Linked DNA regions of Mus musculus: region 2 is linked to region 1. A link is a contact called in public HiChIP or PLAC-seq data. All regions are on one chromosome and are shown on one strand. The core of a region is the stretch at or near the end of the contact, and the rest is flanking DNA. Distances in the headings are between cores, read along the strand shown. Region 1 has its middle 4.4 kb from the start of Gm34058. Region 2 holds the start of Ntrk2 (neurotrophic tyrosine kinase, receptor, type 2).

Evidence for each region. HiChIP or PLAC-seq counts read pairs in DNA pulled down with a chosen protein or histone mark.
Region 2: an H3K27ac HiChIP or PLAC-seq map of SST interneurons shows a contact between it and region 1, with 4 times the contacts expected there. The contact joins the promoter of Ntrk2 here to the enhancer-like site in region 1. A contact is called at or near these places in 6 of 39 promoter capture datasets (embryonic stem cells, hippocampal neurons, liver and 1 more), 3 of 484 Hi-C or Micro-C datasets (cerebral cortex, cortical neurons and liver) and 3 of 115 datasets of contacts at active chromatin or transcription factors (SST interneurons, VIP interneurons and embryonic stem cells).

The regions. Positions count from the first base shown.
Region 1 is chr13:58,691,227-58,694,413 of GRCm38.p6, forward strand. No RefSeq gene overlaps it. Among named protein-coding and RNA genes, the nearest start is that of Gm34058, 4.4 kb to the left of the region's middle. Within about 2 kb of position 1,410, at least 6 of the 459 cell types and tissues checked have an H3K27ac peak or open chromatin away from gene starts, as enhancers often do. A contact at or near this core is called in SST interneurons and VIP interneurons, where this site is marked.
Region 2 is chr13:58,806,189-58,809,861 of GRCm38.p6, forward strand. It overlaps Ntrk2 (neurotrophic tyrosine kinase, receptor, type 2), which reads left to right and starts at 1,509. Exons shown (of 18, transcript NM_001025074.2): 1 at 1,509-1,825; 2 at 2,197-2,752. The coding sequence starts at 2,541.

The sequences.
Region 1 (3,187 bases), core at 160-2,659:
AGAGGACACCTGACTCCTCAACCAGTGTCAACTTCTCACATTTAAAATGGTGGATTAGACAATTTAGTGTCTTTGACAGTGTAATAGATTCTGTTTAATAGGTAACGTCTAAACTTGGACCTAATTCACCTCATTTAGTTAATGTAATTTTCCCCAGAAGGGGTGTTAGGAGTAAATCTCTCTGACATGTGCGGATCTGTGTGAGCCGATAACCCTCTGGAAACTGCAGAAGAATCGCTCACATTCCCTCCGTGCACAGACAGAGTAGTAAACACGATGTGAAGTCAGGGTATTTCAACTGTTTAGCTTTCTTTGCCTTAAAACAGTGCTCTCAGCACACACAGAGAGACACAAACTGGACCCACAGTGTAATAGGAAGCATTATTATCCTGCAATGGCTGGATGTTTACGTGGCTTTATAAATATGCTTTGATTTCTCCCTTCCACTATTGTGACATGGGTCAGATTTTTTTCCTTGCCCTTTCTTTTCAAACTACATCTAGGAAAGACAGAAAAGTTGGACAAAGAAGAGGGTGGCTGGCTTCTCATGAGCTCAGCATACTCCTCTGTGGGACTGCAGCAGCAGCCAAGTACAGCCACCCTGGCATTTGATACCAGCTCTACACGTCCCAGTTATTTGCTCCGCTCATTTACTTTCCCAATGTACATTTACCCGAGTCCCACGTTTCAGGAATTGCGAGGTAGATTCATAATGTTTATTGAACCCATGGGTTCCACAATGGCTTGCAATGGTTATAAATCCAGTGGACACAACCTTTATTCCTCACATGGGAGTGAAGTATTCCGTTGTATTCCTGGGGAGATGTGAACAACACTAGCCACAGAAAACGCACTGGTGGCAGATCAAAGAAATCATTCCACCCTAGCTGAGATGATTGAGCTAATGAGTTTATAATTGGCTGATTTAAGGCTTATGAGTGAGGGGTTACTAACAAGTATGGGTGACTTGGGAGGAGGTGGACCCACCAAAAAGCATCATTTCACCTTGGGCGACAGCCTCATGAAAAGTATATGGTTGAAGTCTGTCCTCAATGAGTTTTCTGAGTCACACACTCTACTCGCCCTGCAAGACTGTGTGTAGCTGAGAAGCAAGTGGAAGGTTGGGATGTCTGGTTAGGCTCCCATGGCTCTCCCCTCTCTTTCTCTGACGGAAAGTAGGAATAGTCCTGTTACCATGACCATAAACCATGAACATTCCCTGAATTGTTCTGCTTATTTCATTGCCATGACTACGGAGTCAAGGTTATTCTGCAGGTCACAATTGCAGCCTCTGTTTCATGATGGCAATGGCCATGTCAGGCCCAGAGGAAATCACTCACTGCAAGCAGAAATGGGGAATGAATGAGCCAGCAGGTGCTCAATAATGACAGCTATTTCTGAATTCTTTAGCAGGAACCACTTAGCGCCATATGGATAAATGGTTCTCCCAATATAGCAGTTGATGGTCCTTTCTACTCCTGGGTTGCAAGAGAGAGAATGATGGTAGTTTAGGGAATATAAAGTTGAAGTTATCTTCTGGGCCTTCAAAACTAAAGCTGCTTTATCTGTCACATTCTGTAAGCTTCCCAGGGCGCCGTGAATGCTGCACATAAAGAGGCATTTAAATCTCTGCTGATGAACCAGTTTATTCTTTCAGCATTAGGGACCCAAAAATGAAGCACAATGTGTCTAGACAAATTCCCGCTAAATGAACTAAATGTGATACAGGGTCCTGGCTCACATTTGTACTGAGAGAGACAAAGTTAACAGAGGATGAGAATGCAAAAGACATTGAGTGAGTGACAGGAGGCAAGACTGGATCGGCAGGGTGGAGCCTTGGTCTGCAGTGACATGGGAAGGATCACTGAAGAGCATTCAGTGTGTGAACATCCTAACTAGAAATCTCTCTATGGTCCACAGCTTCTCAGCACATAGTAAGGCTTCTACCAATGATGGCCACATATACTCCATTGGTCCTATAAGATTCTAATGCTGACCATTAAGATGGCTCGCAGGTAAAGGCACTTGAATGCAAGTCTGATGACTGGAATTCAATCCCTGAGGCCTACATGGTGGAAGGAGAGATGAGACTGCTGCAGGTCATCCTCTGACTTCCATGAGGACCCTAGCGGGCAACCTCAACAAACCTCCCAACAAATAAATGTAATTTAAAGACAGATTTTAATGGAGCTGAGAAATTTTCAGCTGGTTACATCACAGCTTCTTAGTACACCACTGCCTTTGCCTGTCGTGATGCTTATGGGAGCCAACCTATTGTGCTTCCTGTTGTATGGATGTGTAGATCTTAGAGCTGTGTGCAGTACCCAAATACTCACCAATGCAGTACACAACTATACCACACTTCATTGCTGGTGAGAGTGCCCTCCTCCTTACACCAAAAGGGCGCTGTGCTGCCTAGCAGTAGCTGGAAACATCTTGCATGCATGTATGACTGCATCAGGAGTCTGCACGGAGAGACTGACCCACCTCAGCTAGTGAATGCATACCCATTAGATGATGCTGTGTAATACTGCACTTCTCAGGACACATCCCATCCCATTGTACTGGAGCTTAGCAGAGGGCTTCAGTGGGCTGGGTAAGGTTAATCAACAGTGGGGTTGAGAAATCAAGGAGAAAATCTCAACGAATAGGGAAACAATGGGTTCACAGAAAAGCAGAGGTGGGCAATGTTGGAGATCTAAGGAAGGGAAAAATTAGGAGTTGGCAAGTGATTGTTTATGGGGCTCAGGGTGAGGTTAACTCCTGGCTTTCATGTCTCTCTCGTTAGCTGTCACGTAGATAACACACCTGTTCTACCAACTGGGAGATTCAACAAGGTATGGGAGATTCTGAGAGAAAGATGATGAACAGGGCTCAATATATCTTTGGGTCCTTGAGCATCCTGTGGATATGCATGGGAGATGAAGACACTGAGTCAGGTGTTAAAAAAGAAGGGACACAGCTTAGATAAAGAACTCCAGTGAACAGTGTGCATAAGGGATGGACAAAGTAGGCAGAGGCAGAAATGGATCATGAAGGCTGCTTTTCCTCTGGAGAAGTTTTGGTGATTGTTACTCAGAAACCCAGGGGGTCACCTTTAACATCACTATCCCATCTAACATACCATCAAAACCAAATCTTGTCAAACATGCCTCCTAAGTTATTTTCTAGCTATTCTTCTCTTCCA
Region 2 (3,673 bases), core at 259-2,758, 120 kb after region 1:
GCTAGATTGATTTTATTTCTTAGTGATGTTTAAGGCTGTGCGAAGACCCAAACATTTCCCCTGACATCATCCTTCTCATTTCTGGCCTTTTGCGGGCAGTTGGATGACTATTCTTATGTCTTAAATTGGACTCCAGCGCATTGTCTTGTGGTGCGTGGAGGACTTCAGAGGCAGGAGATTGTAGGGATCTGGTGAGAGGCGCACTGCCTGGGTAGCAATGTGCACACAGCGCGGCGGTTGCGCATCTGGAGCTGCAGTGCGCCGGTAGCGCAGTTCCTAATGCGGTGGTAGCAATGGCCCGAGGTACCGGAGCGTGCTGGGTTTCTTCTCCCCACGCGGGGGCACCAGAGCCCTCGAAAGTGTCAGGCACTGCGGCGCATCTACCAGATTCCCTTTTAAATGACTGCGGATGTGCGGGCGGTCGCAGCTACAAATGGTGAGAGGAGGCTCAGATCAGGCTCGCGAATGGCCCGCAGCGACCATTTAACTGCACCCGCACGTTTGTCACTCGACCCTCCGGAATCATCTCACGTGTCCCCACTGAGACTCTAGGGCGCTGCCGGAGCCCGGCCTCTCGGTAGCTGGAAGCACATCCTGCCTCGGGCAGCGCGGGTGCAGGGTACACGTTGGCGCACATGCACGCGCGCACACGAACACGCGCAAGGTACGGCAGGGCAGGGGACAGGGGCTTGGGTGCTCCGCGTGCGGGTGGGTGTCGCGGGGAGTGAAGCTGTGATCCTCAAATGGCTGCATCCTGCCAGGTTAAGGAATAAGAGAAGATGATGCGGAGCCATCCATTCCACAGGCCAGGGTCGGTGCAAAGCATTTAGGGAACCCACAGCGCGGCCGGCGCGCTCCCTTCCCACGCAGGGCTCTCTCTGTGGCGCAAACGGCAGGAGAAAGATCCATCAGAGCTACACTTGTGTCTGCAGGCTGTCTACACTTCTCTCTTGGCAGAAACCCCATCAGGAGAGCTTTGGAACCATCCACCCCTAAATAGGTAGTCCGGAACCCGGCAATGGTCCTTGGTTACTAACGTACAGCGCTATATATTTATTTTTGTACGGGGTGTAGCTTGTCTTCCCTATATTTTGGAAATAGCTTGCTTTCCCCTATGAGCATGGTGAGAAAGAAGAACGCGGCGGGGAGGGAGAGGGAAAGGAAAAGGAAAAGGGAGGATTCCTACAATACGAATCAGAGCATTTTTTTCAGAGCCTAACCAAACAGGGCTTCCATTTAAAAAAGGGGGAGCTAGTCTGTACTGCGATGTGGAAGAGATGTAAGAATTAGGGACCAAGGAAGCATCGCTGCATTTTAGATGTACCGGGGTCTAAAGGGGGCACACACACGCACACGCGCACACATGCACACCCGCACAGCTACCCCGCCAAGGTGTGTGCGTGCGCGCGAGTGTGAACTCCCACATGCTGCTGTCTGCGCCTGGCCGCTGGCACCAAGCCTCCTCCTCCCCGCTCGCCCCCAGATTCCCTCCCCTCCGCCTTGCTTTTGTCTGGAGGGTGCTATGCTATGCGTGTGTGCGTGTGTGTGCGCGCGCGCGTGTGTGAGCGTGTGTGTTTTTGGATTTCATACTAATTTTCTGGAGTTTCTGCCCCTGCTCTGCGTCAGCCCTCACGTCACTTCGCCAGCAGTAGCAGAGGCGGCGGCGGCGGCGGCCGCCGGTTAGAGCCCAGTCGCTGCTTCAGCTGCTGTTGCTGCTTCTGCAGCGCTCTGCTCCCTGCGCTTGCTACGGGAGGCCGGGGAAGCCGCGCGGACAGTCCTCGGTGGCCTGGGCCGGCACTGTCCTGCTACCGCAGTTGCTCCCCAGGTGGGATGTGCCGCGCCACCTGCCCACCTCCCCTCTCCCCCCGCGCCCAGCGGCCGGGGAGGATTCTGCAGCATCATTGGGGCCCCAGCGCTGCCGCAGCCTCTTTGGAGGGTCCTTGGCTTGGCCTATGCCATGGAATCTGCTCTCAAAGACCCGTTACCGACTTCTCATGCCTCGGCCTCAGGCTTGAAGGGAGGGCGGGCACACGGGGGGGGGGCACTAAGGGGCAAGTTGATGGCGGGGCGGGAGCTGGGCACTCAGACATTCATTCTCCAGGCTTGGGGTTCAGGGTGAGGAGAGCGCGGAGGGACTGTGTCCCAGTTGGTGGTGTGTGGGGTCTATTAGTCTCATCCATGTCTGTTTGTCCTCAGCCCTGAGGTGCGCACCGATATCGATATTCGTGCCGGTTTAGCGGTTCTGCGACCCAAAGAGTCCAGGGAGATCCACCGAGTGGTGCCTGGCGTATAGGACTATGCAGCCGCCTTGTGGCTCGGAGCAGCGGCCCGCGATGTCCCAGCCACTGTGAACCATTTGGTCAGCGCCAACCTGCTCAGCCCCAGCACCGACAGGCTCAGCCTCTGGTACGCTCCACTCCGCGGGAGGCCACCAGCACCAAGCAGCAAGAGGGCGCAGGGAAGGCCTCCCCCCTCCGGCGGGGGACGCCTGGCTCAGCGTAGGGACACGCACTCCGACTGACTGGCACTGGCAGCTCGGGATGTCGCCCTGGCTGAAGTGGCATGGACCCGCCATGGCGCGGCTCTGGGGCTTATGCCTGCTGGTCTTGGGCTTCTGGAGGGCCTCTCTCGCCTGCCCGACGTCCTGCAAATGCAGTTCCGCTAGGATTTGGTGTACTGAGCCTTCTCCAGGCATCGTGGCATTCCCGAGGTTGGAACCTAACAGCGTTGACCCGGAGAACATCACGGAAATGTGAGTTCCTTTTACTTTTTCTCCTGTCCCCACCTCAGGAATCAGGCAGGTGTATGTTTGGGACAGATGCTGTCCCACACATGGCAAGAAGTCAGAGACCAGAGAGATGGGGTACCTGTCACTTCTCTGTCTGTTTCACTGGCTTACGGATGTCAGTTGGTGAAGAGTGGGACTCTAAAATTCCATATAGACAGAAATATAATCATAAATTCGTATATATTATGTTCCTGGGAAGGAATTCTGCGTGCATTTTCATTTCAAAGTTCTGATGGGTGTGTTTTAGGCTTTCAGTATACGATAATTATATTGGAACATTTTTGTTTGGTAAAATATACTGTGTGTGTGTGTGTTGAGAGAAGTTCCAGTGATATTAACCAGAAAGGAGGTTAAAATTATTCATTTTCAAGAATTGGTTGGAGGAAGTGAGGGTCTCTCCCTTAACATCTTTTCCCGAGGCTTGGAGTTGACTGGTCCTGTTCCCCCTTTTCCATCTCATCTATTGGATTTTGCTTCAGAGATTGCAGCCAGAGATGCTTTGAGGATGCCCTGTAAGAGGAGAAGTTCTGAGTGTCGAAAAGCACTCGCTCAAGAGAGAAAATGCGATCACAGGAAGGGCTAAAAGCCTGGGCTGATTTAATTTGGACCTGATTTCTCAGAGATACGATTTTGAGACCATTTGGATTATAAATCTTAATTGCCCATTGAAAAATTCCCCAGGACTAGGCTAAACAGCAAGCTATGTGCACACTGACGGATGGTAGCTTCAGCCTTGTCCCTAGAAAGGTTACAGCTTGTCCCAGCTTAGTGGAGAAACAGAAATGTGTTTCTTTTCTCTCTGTTGGGTGTCTTGTGACGAATACCCTGCCAAGCAGGAACTCAACCGTCCTTTCTCTAGGTCACCTGTGTTGGGCACACTGCTGT